5 separate regions of the Mus musculus genome follow, and regions 1, 3, 4 and 5 are each linked to region 2. Evidence: chromatin contacts called from public promoter capture Hi-C and targeted proximity ligation data. All regions are on one chromosome and are shown on one strand. The core of a region is the stretch at or near the end of the contact, and the rest is flanking DNA. Distances in the headings are between cores, read along the strand shown.

What was found. Promoter capture Hi-C pulls out the DNA fragments that hold promoters and counts their contacts.
Region 1: a contact with region 2 is called in a promoter capture Hi-C map of pre-B cells, with 4 times the contacts expected there. A contact is called at or near these places in 4 of 39 promoter capture datasets (hippocampal neurons, liver and pre-B cells).
Region 3: a targeted proximity ligation map of pancreatic cancer cells shows a contact between it and region 2. A contact is called at or near these places in 3 of 39 promoter capture datasets (the 3T3-L1 cell line, embryonic stem cells and liver) and 2 of 130 datasets of targeted methods (extraembryonic endoderm stem cells and pancreatic cancer cells).
Region 4: a contact with region 2 is called in a targeted proximity ligation map of the NIH/3T3 cell line, with 8 read pairs. A contact is called at or near these places in 5 of 39 promoter capture datasets (cranial neural crest, embryonic stem cells, hippocampal neurons and 2 more), 5 of 484 Hi-C or Micro-C datasets (CD4 T cells, liver, muscle stem cells and 1 more) and 8 of 130 datasets of targeted methods (the 230-238 cell line, the NIH/3T3 cell line, astrocytes and 3 more).
Region 5: a contact with region 2 is called in a promoter capture Hi-C map of pre-B cells, with 3 times the contacts expected there. A contact is called at or near these places in 5 of 39 promoter capture datasets (the C10 cell line, the HPC-7 cell line, cranial neural crest and 2 more) and 4 of 130 datasets of targeted methods (bone marrow-derived macrophages, embryonic stem cells, large pre-B cells and 1 more).

The regions. Positions count from the first base shown.
Region 1 is chr19:37,433,416-37,436,115 of GRCm38.p6, forward strand. Hhex (hematopoietically expressed homeobox) reads left to right here and starts at 1,426. Exons shown (of 4, transcript NM_008245.3): 1 at 1,426-1,818. The coding sequence starts at 1,455.
Region 2 is chr19:38,222,862-38,225,561 of GRCm38.p6, forward strand. Fra10ac1 (FRA10AC1 homolog (human)) reads right to left here and starts at 1,291. Exons shown (of 14, transcript NM_001081075.2): 1 at 1,101-1,291.
Region 3 is chr19:38,929,712-38,932,411 of GRCm38.p6, forward strand. It overlaps Hells (helicase, lymphoid specific), which reads left to right and starts at 1,279. Exons shown (of 22, transcript NM_008234.3): 1 at 1,279-1,364; 2 at 1,680-1,801. The coding sequence starts at 1,697.
Region 4 is chr19:38,835,165-38,837,864 of GRCm38.p6, forward strand. It overlaps Tbc1d12 (TBC1D12: TBC1 domain family, member 12), which reads left to right and starts at 1,415. Exons shown (of 13, transcript NM_145952.4): 1 at 1,415-2,282. The coding sequence starts at 1,543.
Region 5 is chr19:37,584,487-37,587,186 of GRCm38.p6, forward strand. Exoc6 (exocyst complex component 6) reads left to right here. Exons shown (of 22, transcript NM_175353.2): 9 at 1,325-1,408. Among named protein-coding and RNA genes, the nearest start is that of Exoc6, 35 kb to the left of the region's middle.

The DNA of each region.
Region 1 (2,700 bases), core at 176-2,675, 790 kb before region 2:
ACCTTTATGTCAAGTCCCAAACGGGACAGGTGAGAAAAGCCCAGGGCAATAAACTGACAGACTCAACTCAAGTGCTCTTCTGACTTGGAGTCACTCACACCCTAGGCTCCTTGACACCTACCTATCTTTCAAACATTATTTCCTTTGGGAAGACTTTTCCTTTTTCAAAGTGACTCTCTCCTTTACCCGAAAGGAGGGGCTGGAGCTCCTTAAGGTTTCGACCCTTACACACGATTTCTCCCTAGTAGATGTGACTGTGTTCGTTTCCTGCTTCCACCAGGGCAGAGACTGCCTCTCTCGTTTGCTAATGACACACAGTAGTTGCTCAAGAAAATAAGGTGTGAAGTGAAACTCGGACCCAGGTCCTCTGGCTATTTCGCCTTCAGTCCCACTGCAGCTGAAGATTAATTCCAAAGGATAAAACTAAATATCTCAGTTGAAAAAAAAAAGCCAGGGAGTTTTTCTACTAATAGAAGTCCTTAGCAGAAACTGCCCAACTCAAGGTGTGGTCACCCCAGGAGGGCGTCAATCAAGAAAATGCCCCTTTGCCCCAGAGGCGAGTGAAGCCGCACAGAGCTGAGGCCACACTGAGCAGCGCACCACGGCTTTGAATAGAAAACACGTGTAAAACCTCAGAGGCCGGCTAAGCGCAGCTGTGTCCTTCAGGGCCTGGGGACAGAGGTCCAGGAGCACCTCCCACCCCCATTGGATCGAAGAACACTGCATAGCCTCTGTCCTGCGCCATACGATTAAGGTTCTATCTTGATACCGGTCTGGAGCAGATTCCGTTAGCATCCAGGGAGGTGGCCGAGCTAGGGGGTCCTCAAATAGGTCTGGAACACCTGCAGCCTCGCTGTCAGTACCCGTCTGGGACTAGGACGCAGCCAACGGCTTGGGTCTTCTCCTTGGAGCGCCGAGCTGCGGAGGTCCCCCGTTCTAGACAGTGCCACCGTTACCCCAAGAAGCGCAGCCTTCTGGCCGCCCGAAGGTGCCATCCTGCCGGCGGCCTCCTGGCCCGCAGAGTCCCATCGCTTCTCCAGGTTCCAGAGGCTGCCCGAGTTTCAGCAGTGGCGCCATCCCGTCAGGATCCGCGCCCCGCGGCGCACGTCTTGTGACCTCCTCTTCGACGGTCGCAGTCGCTCGCTAGGTGCCTGGAACCTCTGGGGGCGCCTGCGGCGCAGGAACACCCTGGCGGAGGGTCCCCGGAGCCCCACAGCCCGTGCGTCTCGGGGGCGGGAGCTGGGCCGGTGGGGGCGGATCGGCGCGGGGGTTAGTGGGGGGCGGAGGCGAATCTGAAGCCAGCGCCATTGGCCGCAGGGCCTGGCGGCAGGAAGGGGACCGAGCGCGGCCCCACCCCGCGGCTGCCCGAGCCTATCGCCTGGAGCGCAGAGCGCAAATAAATGTAGCGCGGCGCCGCCGGCCGGCAGCTCTCTGCGAGGGGCTGCGGAGCGGCCATGCAGTTCCCGCACCCGGGGCCCGCGGCTGCGCCCGCCGTGGGAGTCCCGCTGTATGCGCCCACGCCGCTGCTGCAGCCCGCTCACCCGACGCCCTTCTACATCGACGACATCTTGGGTCGCGGGCCCGCCGCCCCCACGCCCACTCCCACGCTGCCGTCCCCCAACTCCTCCTTCACCAGCCTCGTGTCCTCCTACCGGACCCCGGTGTACGAGCCCACGCCGGTCCACCCCGCCTTCTCGCACCACCCGGCCGCCGCGCTGGCCGCCGCCTACGGCCCCAGTGGCTTCGGAGGCCCTCTGTACCCGTTCCCGCGGACGGTGAACGACTACACGCACGCCCTACTCCGCCACGACCCCCTGGGTAAGGCGGCCGGGGCCGAGTGAGGGCGTCCGTGAGGAAGGCGCTCCCGGCGGGTGGCAGCGCGCGGGAGGCGGCAGGGGCGGACGGACGGGAAGCGCAGTGGAAAAGTTGCGGCGAGCTCTCGGAGCGAGCGGCTCGCGGGTGCATGCGGGGCCCCGGTACTGGGAAGCTCGGCGACTCAGATTGCTTTTCCTGCACCTTGCAGACGTCGGGGCAAGCGTAGTCGGGAGAGACCTGGGGCTCCCGGGGAGGTGGAGGAGGGCGGCCCTGGCCACGCGTGTCGCCCCGGGGTGGGTGGGGGACTCCCTTAGCGAGCGGCCCGGAGAAGAGGACGTCGGGGCGCCCTGAGCCTGGCCCCTGCAGGGCAGGGAGAGCTGCCTGCCCGGGCGGTTCCTGGGCTGGGCTTGGTTCAACAAGCTTGTGCAGTGAAGGAGCCTGACCCTTTCCGTTCATACAGGAAATCTTGAGTTCTCGATAGGAGTAAATCTGGTTTCTGAAGCTGTTAAGTGTTTTCCTGGCTGCATGAAGCAGACCCTTCCCCCGGAGTAGTGCACGCTGCTGATTATTTTATCGACATCCTCAATACAGACAAATTCAGGAAACACTCGACGTCTGATAGCCAGGATCCGTTTTTCTGATATTGTTCATTTCCTCTGTGTGGGATGTGACTTTATGGCAGCTAAAATAACCAGTTGCTTCCTCTCTGCCTCTCCCGCCACCCCCCACCCCCATCTTTGGAGGCTGTTTTGCACCAAGTCTGAAGCCTGACGCAAGCAAAATCTCGGGGGGAAAAAAAAACAATGCCAACTTTCAAAATGTTTAGGTGTAGGTCTGTGGACATAGGGACGGACGGACGGACAGACGCACCACCATCAATTTGGA
Region 2 (2,700 bases), core at 41-2,540:
CCTGAAAAGGCATCTGACTCCAGCATTACACAGAGTTTGGAACACACATGAGCAAGGGTACAGATGATTTTACTACTGTATATCATCAATAGTCAACTCCTGCAGCTGAAAGGAGCCAGTCCAGGTCAAGTGATAATATTTTTCAGCTTTGGTATTTGTGTCAGTAAGTGTACAGAATTCGTAACACACATTAATAGGGGTAAAGGTGGGTTGCAATCTTTATTGCTGAAAGGACCCAGTCCAGGTAAAGAGACATTAACTTTAGCATCTGTGTTGGCAAGTACAGCTAGGATAGCCAGTGTCTGCGTTCTTGACTACCTTCTGTTTGTCATTCTGTTAAATAAGGTAGCTATGTCAAATCATTAAATTCTGTGAGTCTCTGCAACTCCATTTTCAAACTTGGGCGTGTGAGTATATACCTCTCTTCCTTATCCCACCAAATGCTAAAGAGAAGGCAACAGCCAAGCTTTGGAGACATAGGTTTGCAAGCCACAGTTCTTCCTGACCGACAGCTATCATTGCCTTATACACCTAGACGTCACACCTTTTAGCAGATCTCATCAAGGCTGTTCAAATTCTACTACCCTCTAATCCATCCTCACGTGCTTCATATATTGATGGTGGAAAACCGCAGTGTGGAGCCTGGAGCAGTTGCAGAATCTAAGGTCTGGCTGGCACAGACGCGTCTCCTACTTCCCCACTTATGTAAAGGTTAACATAGAGGTTATGTAAAGAAGCCCAAACCTCAAGCTTACATAGTTTGGGGACGGTACCTAGTACAGGAAGACCTGAAACTAGTAGAACCTGGAACTAGTAGATCATCTTGACCCCTCATTCCAGACACCTCTTCTCTGCTCCGACGCCACATTTCTTTTTATCTCGGGCAGCTTCATCCATCCCTTGAGCTATCTTAACCCAGTAGCTTCACTAAAAAGCTCTCACTCAAATCATGCTATCAACTGACTGGAATTAAGAAAATCTCGAGAATAGGGCATCTGCTGCCTCCCGAATCTGTCAAAATAAAAATGAGACTCAACTACTAAGAACCAGTTTCAAAGTCCTCTCTGAGATCAAACACGCCCACGGCCCTCCTTACACACCCCTTCCCTTCCGCTCTTCTCTGTCTGGCAAGTTCGCCCCCAAGAGTCCTGACAGCTGCAGCGACGAGCCACGGCCTCAGCGAGCCGCTGCAGGTCCGCGCCGGTCCTCCAGAGCCACGCAGCGCCGCCGCCCGCGCCACTGTCACCGCACGCTGCACGCCTGGCCCTACGGGTACCGGCTGGGAACCGCTTCCGGCCCGGCTCAGAGGCGTGTCACATCGATAAGACACCGTTCTCCGGCGCGCCGACTCTGTGCTGCAGCCAGAATGGCTCGGGGGTAAACAAAGACGGCGGAAGAAAAGGCCCGGAAGAGGAAGCAGAGGCTCCCTGCTTTGGTCCCTCATTTTTCCTTTGGGCCATCTCCTTTTTCCTCTAGGGAATCCAATATGTAGTACAATGTGGCACTGCCCAGCCCACGTCCTTCATTGGAAAATGTATATTGCTATAGAGAAAAACCCCGCCTGTCACCTGCGGTCCTCTCTCTAGTAACCTTAGTAACGCCTCCACCGAGCATCCTCGCCCAGCCAGCAGCTCAGCCTCAGATCTGCCTTATCACCCCCTCTTTTTCCCCTACGAAAACAGTGCTCATAATTAGAACAGAAATAGCTTCCCCGCGTTCCGCCACCCACACAATAGATACTGTTCCAAAGGCAGTGCTGGCGGCTGAAGAGATCGAGTTGGCAAGGAAAAGAAGAAATGGGGAATGAAAAAGATTTCACAGGGTCGCAGATTCTACGCCAATAAGCAACCTAGCACACGCAGAAAGGGCATCCAATATAAAATTTAAGGAAAAAAAAAAAAAAAAAAAACACCTCAGGCAGCCAGAATTAAATTATTTTAAGCTCCACTGGGTTGTTCCTGCATTGTGTTTGCCCTACACCGTGACGTCCCATTCCTCTTTCCACTGGGTACAGATCTTGCTTCTCTTCAATACCAGCAGTTATTCATCTCGCACTCCGCAGCCAACACTGTGCCTTTGAAATCACAGGAGCTACTAAAACATTTGCTGAACAGAACTGGCATGCTTCTCACTTTTACAGCGGGTCCATGTTAAGGAAGAACTCTGAATCTTAATACACGTTCATTTTAAATCTTTTATCCTAACCAGTAGATAACAATATCCCTGTCAATCAGTTCAAGACTTTTTTTATTCCTGGCAGCAAATCATAGATACACCCTGATTTACATAGAGCAGCGATTGCAATCTTGTTAATTACAAAATTATAAATTTATGCATTTCAAGGTGCATTTGAATTATACTACAATAAAAATGTTTCCTTTAAAAATGTAAATAGGAAACCTCATAATTTAATATTATTAAAGTATTGAGTTAATTTGTCAAGCAGTCAATTTTTATAGATATCTAAAAACCAAATACTTTGTCCTTTTATCACTAATAAGAACTCCTGTAGCCTAAATGAAACTCTTGTATACCAATATTTGACATGCATTAGCATTTTTGTTCCTTTTTAAAAAACATCTTTTATCTATTAACTTCTTTTTAGTTTTCCAACAACCCTGTGCTGCTGTTGTAGGCCCTGCATTTAAATTTTTTAAAGATGTTGCTTCTGTGTCATATGTGTGTGCCTGCTTCTCCATG
Region 3 (2,700 bases), core at 29-2,528, 710 kb after region 2:
TGCACTGTGCTCCAACTCTTGTTCTGGACAAATCAACCTGCTCTTCCTAAAGACCTAGAAGGGAAGCCGACCATCAAGGCATGGTTGCATACATTGGCACGTGGGAGGCAGAGGCAGGTGGGGCTCTATGAGTTCAAGGGTGGCATAATCTACATAGCAAGTTCTAGACCAGGGGGGGAGGAGCGCAGCATAGTGAGACCCTGTCGCAAATAAAATCTTATTTTTTAAAATAGAGGATCCCCCCGAAGGTGGTTATGGTAAAGCCATGTCTTTTTCTCTTAAATTTTTCTTTACATTTTTATTTAGTGTGCATATTTAGAGGTGTGTGGGTAGGCTTACAAATGCGACTTGGTACTCATAGAGATTAACGGACAATTTGCAGGACTTTTCTTCTCCGTGCGTAAAGCATTGCAGAAAAGGAATTGAAACCTAAGCAAAACGGCCACGAGAAAAACCCTTCAGCACCCACTCTTATTAGCGGTCTATTTGTTTTCTGAAAAAAAAAAAATTTTTTTTTTTTTTTAAAGATTCATGTACTCCAGGGCTCCAGGGTGTCTGTAAACCAAGGATCACTGACCTTCCAAAAGTCCTAATCCTGTGCCTGGACCTCCACTGCGCGAGATGACAAGGGAGCCTTTCCCTGTGGGCAGGCATTACACCAACTCCGCTACACCTACAGACCTTGTTCTCTCCTCCGTTCCTCTCAGTCAGTTTATCACTCGCTATTTTATCCTAAATACTTTTTCCCCCCTGAACTAGCTATAATCTTAATTTCTCATCTTTCTTCTTACTCACAAACCACTCCTCAGAGTTATTTGGAAAGGAAGTTTACGAAAAACCGCGAACTACAACTGGTCAGGGTCCAGCGAGCTTGGCCGTTTTTGACACCCTAACATCGACCTTCACCTACCGAAAGGACAGGTATTGGGGGCGTTCAAACAATCCAGTGTGTGAAGAGGTCTTGCACCCGCCGAACAACTCGGGACCATCATTAAATAAGAAAGGGGCGATCGGGGCCACTACGGTCTGCGGCGCCTCTGTGACCACGGGCGACATTCAAGGCTGGAGCTAGCTACACCCCCTTTGCCTGGGTCCAGGTAAAGGCTTAACGCATCCCTCCTGGGGAGAGGCGGAAAGCAAAGCCAAGCGCGTCCAAATCTCGTGAGCCGAGGTCTGCAGCGGGCGGGGAGCCCGAAGTCTCGCGAGACCACCGGGTTTTCCCGCGAAAGAGAAGCGCGCGAATTTCTTGCGCCGCGGGGCGAGCGAGCCGGCGGGGTGTGAGGATTTAGCTCGCGGCGTTTGAGGCGACTGGGTCCCCGGCCGGTGTCCAGCCGTGCCTGCGGAGCCGCCCGCGAGCAGCAGCGGTGAGCCGGCGGCGTGAAGGCTGCACCCCGGGGAGGGAGCTCGCCGGGGTCCGGGCTGAGGAGGGGAAAAGGCGTGAGGAGCCGCCGGCGGCGACCTGGTCTGCTTGGTGGCACGGAAGCGTTCCCCCACGTCTCCCTTACAGGTCTCCTCACGAGCTGGGTCCCGGCCGACCGGCTTTGCCACCCAGACGCTGTCCGTGGCTTTGGCCGGCGATGCAGACGGCCAGGGAGGGGGAAGGCCGTGGCTTCCCGAAGTTGGAACTCGGGGGTTGTAACTTGAATCCCGTTCTGAAAGCCCCCGCCGTGCTCCCTTAGGGTCCTTGGCTCCAGAGATGGCCGAACAAACGGAGCCTGCGGTGATTACTCCAGCCATGCTGGAGGAGGAGGAACAGCTCGAGGCTGCGGGACTTGAGAAAGAGCGGAAGATGTTAGAAGAGGTAATGTAAAGTCCACGGCCGGCGGTTCTCCCCGGCTCCCCACCCCCACCCCCGGCCTGCCTCCCCGCCTGCCTCCCCCACTTGCTTCTCCTTGAACTTCCAAGCAGCCCTGGCCACTTGGCTTCTCCGTACTTGTAAAGTGGAAATCTTGGCGTGGGCTTTGAATGATAGATAGGTTTCTGAAGTGTGGTCTGGGCGGGGTAGGTTGCAACTTATCTTTGAGTGGACGTTTCAGATTGCTTTTTTGACTACTAAGATTCAGTCAAGAGTCACTGGTAAGTGTTTGCTTGCTTTTGCCATCTTTATTGGCTTTTAAAATATGTTCTCTCACTGTATGCCTAATGGCCAACATTATTAATCTTTAATGCCCCGAGTCATAATGTATGTATTAGTAGACAGAGGTGGTAGACGTTGACATTAATCAACGGTTGGGCTGTAAGCCGGGTCTACTGATAATTCCCTTCCCCTCTATTTTTCTGTTGGGTTTGTTTTTGAGACAGTATTATGCTGGCCTTCATATCCTAGGGTCCCCCTGCCTAGCTTCCCAGTGCTGGCTGGGATTACTGGAGTGTGCATATCATTCCCTTCTCCTAAGGATTTCTTAGCAATTTATTACTGTTTGCTGCCTAAGTAATCAATTTGTTTTAGTTTTCTACAAGTAAGGTTCTTTAGCTAAAATTGAGGTGTATGTTTTCATGGTAAGTTACAGTATTTGTACATTTCTTTAAAAAACAGAATCTTTTAAAACGTAGTGAAAGCAGCTTTTAACATTTGGCAAGTTTAGTTCTTGATTAGTACTATGAAGTGCCACCACCCTGCTGCTTAGTTGTTGCATATGCAAGAAAAGGTGATATAATCATGGGAAGTTCTTAACTCCATCTTAGTTTTTTTTTTTCCTT
Region 4 (2,700 bases), core at 165-2,664, 610 kb after region 2:
GTGTGTGTGTTCCTATGTATGAGGTAAGTATACACTCATATTTAGGGAGGAGAGAGTTCAACTCAGCTGTTACTCCTTTGGGACTGCCCATCTTATTGTCTGAGACATGACCTCTTAATAAGATCTAAGGCCAGCTGCCTTAGCCAGGCCGGTTACCAGAGCATCCCAGGGACTGCCTCTCCAATGTTAGCTGTACAAGGGCATTCTACAAAGTGGCTTTTTATGTGAGTGCTGCGATACAGGAAAGGTCCTCATGCTTGCATGACAACGTGACCAACTGAGCTATCTTCCACCTTTCAAAAGATCTTGATAATAAACGCTTTTACTGCTTTGTTTTGCTAAGTATTCCATTCTATTTCTATACTTGCTTTCAGAGGCATTTGTAGAATGAATGGTCTCTAGTTACTGCATTATCCTACTACAACAATGTCTATTTGGGCCTTTTACAACAACTTCATCTCTTCTGAAATACCAACACTATTGGGTCTCTGCCCTATGCTCATTCTTCTATGGAGGTAGAGTCACTTGATATCCCCCGACCCCCTTTGTGGCTTACATAAATGGCCCCTTCGACCAAACCAGAACTTTAACCCAAGTTTATAACTCTCACTATGTTAGTTAATTCCAATGTCTTTCCCCAATCCAGTTTCCTGTTTCTTCACACCACAGCAATCTCATAGCCTTGTTATTCCTGGCTGCTCTCCTATCACTCCTGTGGCTAGTTATTATGTCTTGCGATTCACACATTAAATACATTTTATTTCCACTAAACGGTCATTATATCTTAATCCATTACCACAGGTTGCTGCAGTTATTTTTTTTAATATTTATTTATTATATGTAAGTACACTGTAGCTGTCTTCAGACACTCTAGAAGAGAGCATCAGATTTCGTTACAGATGGTTGTGAGCCAGCATGTGGTTGCTGGGATTTGAACTCAGGACCTTTGAAAGAGCAGTCGGCAATCTTAACCACTGAGCCAAACAGTCCTTCTCGCCCTGGCTCCATTTCATTTCCGTACCCAGGTGACACGACAACCAACAACCAACGTGTTAAAAAGTGTTAGGAGATCAGACTTTGGTAAACATGGAAGACTAAGTGGAAAAGATAGGTAAGGGGCTGTCATGTGGACAACGAAGCCCTGAACGGTTCCAGGAGTTCTTCACTGCTGTTAGAGAAGGTAAAAACTGTCAAGACAGGAGCACTTAAACTAACTTCCTTAGTTTCCTCTCACAAACAAATCGCCGTCAAGTGATATGGTTTATGCGAAGTGAGCCTTGCCCTCCCTTAGGCTAAGCACTGTCACCCGGGTGGAGGATCTCAGATTGTCCTCCCGGGTCGCTCTAGCTGCCGTCTCTATGGTTCGGGGACGCGCCGGGTCGCGGGCAGGCCCGGCCCCGCTGGTGCGCGTGCGCGATCCCAGCGCGTGCCCGGCCTCCGGCAACTGCCCCGGCCGCCGGGTGGGAGGGGTGGGTCCGGGGACGTCGCGGCGGCCGTGGCCGCGAACCCTGCACGCAGGGCAGTCCTCCTCCGCCGCCTCAGATGATGGGTCCCGAGGATGCCGGAGCCTGCTCGGGAAGGAACGCCGAGCTGCTCCCAGTCCCGGGGCCCATGGGTCAGGACGGGAAGACCGTCCCGGCCACCAGCGGCTTTAGCGGAGGCGCTGTCGCCGCGGAGCCGCCGGAGGAGGCTGGAGAGGAGGAGGCGCCGCCGCCGCGGCAGCTCCTGCAGCGGTACCTCGCGGCGGCCGCGGGCCCGCTGAAGCCCGGGCTCGGCGGGGCGGAGGCGGAGGCGGAGGAGGCGGCGGCGGCAGCAGTCCCCGCGGCGCGCGGCTCAGGCATGACCAACGGAGACTCGGGCTTTTTGCTGCGCCAGGACCGTCGCGGCCCAGAGGAGGCACGTCGCCGCCGAACCTGCGGCCGTCCCTGCCTGCTGGAGCCCGCGGACGAGGGCGTGGACGGTGCGGGTGGCCTGGACGACTGGGCCGCGCCGCTCGAGGACCCGCTGCGGAGCTGCTGCCTGGCGGCCGGGGACACGGACGACCCGGACCCCGCAGCCGCCACCCCTGCCGGGAGGGCCGTCGAGAGCGCGGAGCCCAGCCTCGGCCTCCCCGACGCCCGCTTCGGCTCTCGGAACACGTTCGAGGTGAGCCGCCGTCAGAGCGCCGGCGACCTCCTGCCCTCAGCGGGGCCGTCCGCACCCTTGCCAGCGGCAGAGCAGGGTCCCGGGGGCACCACGGCTCGGGCTCGACGGAGCGGTGGCTTCGCGGATTTCTTCGCCAGGTATCACACTGGCCGCGCGAGGGGCTTGGGCGGGGCCGGGAACGGGCTGCCTTCCAGCGTACGGAACAGGAACGTCGGGACTCAGCTTTGATCTGTCGCTAGGGTAGGGGGACCGGATGGCTTTGTGAGCTCCGGGCCTGGAGCCAGGATTGGTGTTACTCCGTCCCCAGGAAGCGTTGTGCTTCCAGGTCTGACCAGCCTCCCAATACTACACATTCAGTTTCTTCATCTGGAACATCAGATAACCACTGCCCTATTATTTTTTTGTAATTGTATTACTAGGATTTGGACTGGGCGGGCGGCAGTGTGTGGTGTAGAAGTCTGTGAAGTTTATTTGCTTGGAGTCTAAGCCCGTTCCATTAGTTTGGGGATTCGAGGTTTTTTTTTAAAAAAAAAAATAATTTAACTGCACACTTAT
Region 5 (2,700 bases), core at 160-2,659, 640 kb before region 2:
TGCTATTTGGATCCATTAAGTATTAATGAGAATAATTTATTCCTGAAGTAAAATAATTTTAACATCTAAGTCCTCGTAAGCTCTGTAAGAAAATAAACCTCAAAGCATTTTACATTATAAAATACATTTGGACAAAATATATTAAATCAGTAGAGTTGAGTGTAAGTAGTTCAGAAGTAGAGGGATGGACGTCAGCGGTGTGTGTGGGGCTCTCCCAGTACCTTAAGCAAACGATGCTTGGCTCTGTTTAAATGAGGTTGTAACACTTTATTTTAAAAAATTCTAGCATTAGCATTATGCTTCACGTCATATCTTCTATACTTGTTCAGACTTTTAGTAAAACATTTTCACTTAATGTATCAAGATTAGAAAATCAGTAACATAGCTATTTTGTAGTTCTCCGTAGCTGGAGCACAAGAACATTAGAAGACTTCCCATAGGAGAGACTTACATTTTTTTCTGCATTATGAATTTATTTCAGATGACATTTAAAAGAGTAATGGTTTTGTAGCTACTTAATTCTAAAGAAACAAATCAATTTTTTTTTCTGTTGGAATTTTTTTCTATTGTTAAATTTGCTTTCTTGTTGTTGTTGTTTTGGAGTCTTAGATGCCGAGGAGACGGGGACTCCCAAGTTTTTAACTGGGAGGATTCTTACTAAGCAGAGAGGCTGTGCTGTATCTGTGTACTTGTGTTTAGCAAAGTTCATTTATTTGTTGCATGGTGCTGTGGTAGGGGAGTGTGAATTGTTACAGAATAACTGAAAATAACCTGCTCTGGAACACTAGGGAAAGCTTTCTTAAGGACGAAATGACGGGAGGAGCCGTGAAAGATGAATAAAAATGTCATAGAGACTGTGTGAGCGAGGACCCGCCCGTCAGGGAGAGCACGTGTAAGAACCTGAAAGTGGACGGCTGAGGGCAGTGAACTGCATACTCTGCCAGCAGCGCATGGCTGGCATGCGGAGAGAGGCAGGCTGTAGGGAAACAGATGTTTCCCTTACTTAACGACTCTCACTGAGAACCATAGTTTAGTTTGCGCAGTGCTAAGCCTGTAAAAATTTCAGTGGTAAATTAGGAAAACGTCTAATTGTTCGAACTTTATTTTAGGTAACTTCCAAATAGAGTTGCTATTTTTGAGCTGTAATGCCAACAACCCTTTCTTCTTGACCTCTAGTATGAAATGCCATTTGTCATCTACATTCCAGTTTGGAAAGTTAACATAAATCCCAGAGGACAAAGATGTCTGTCTCAGCAGGGGCAGGGAAGGGAAGGAGGGAGGCGGGAGGGACCATCACCATCCTCATTCTCCTGATGTTCTTTAGGGTGATGAAGAAACATTTGAAAATTATTACCGGAAGCAAAGGAAGAAGCAGGCACGCCTGGTTCTGCAGCCGCAGTCGAGTGTGGTGAGTGTGGTGTCCTGTGCCCTGCACGGTGCTTGCACCCGTGGCTGGCTTGAGTCCTGTGAGCATGGGTCACTGCTCATCTACATATAAATATTTATTAAACACCTACTATTTCTAGTCATTGATTTAGGGGCCAAGTGTACAATAGTGAGCAAAACCGGGTGAGTCTTTTTTCTCAGGAGTTTACATTCTGTTAGGAAAGACAGACACTGAGTTAAAAACAGATAAGCAAGCAAAATGTCAGAGAATGATAATTTGTTTCTGACTATATGGTGAACTGTGCACTTTGATTCTTTGTCACATTGAACAAAACAACTAAACACAGTGGATAGACTGTTTCTTTGTATTTTATTTTTAGTTATGTGTATGTGGCTGGGGTAGGTCTGTTCCTGTGACTAGGCGGACTAGTCACTGCCGAGGCCAGGAGAGGGCGTTAGATCCCCTGGAACTGAAATAACTGCTGGTTGTCTGTCTCTGTACGTTCTGGGAATTAAGCTCAGGACCTCTGTAAGAGCAGCAAGTACCCTTAACCCCAGAGCCAGTTTTCTAGCCTCGGGATAGACGTTTTAAAAAAAAGAATTAGATTTTTCTTAAATAGACTGAGGATCTGGCAGAAAAGTATAATTAATCCACATTTTGGCGTGGTGACGTTTACATGACTAAATGCGTTTGTACCGCAGAACCCCCATCTGCTGTGAGCCACGTCAAGGCAGAAGCCCAGGTAGCTTCGATGAGGCACCGAGTGCAGCTTTCACCCTAAAAGCATCTATGGGATAGGAGAGGGAACTGAGTAACACCGGGTCACAGGTCAGGCCTGGGGCACCAAAAGCAGCTGTCCTGGAGGACTCACCTTTCTTGTCATCTGGGGCTTCAGAGGGCTTTCAGCCCATTGTTAAGGTGACCAGGAGATAAAACCATCTAAACACCTCTCAACAATTAATGACGAATAAACCAGCTTTAAAAACAGAAAAAAAGAGATTCAAATAGATATTTTTACTACAGATACACAGATAATGTGCATACACATGAGAATGTTGTTCAGTATAAATTTTTATCAGGAAAATGTAAACAAAGCCACAAGGAAGTACTGCCTCATACTTATGGAAGACTTTACATTAAAAAGATTGGCAGTGTCAAGTGCTGGTAAGGAGGTGGGACTCAGCAACTGGAATTATCTTACACTTCTGGTGGGTATAAAAAGAATACTGTTACCGTGGAAAATGGTTTGGCAGTTTGTAATAAACTGTTGTGCCACACCCTAAGAACCCCCGAGGTAGTCACTCATGAGAAAT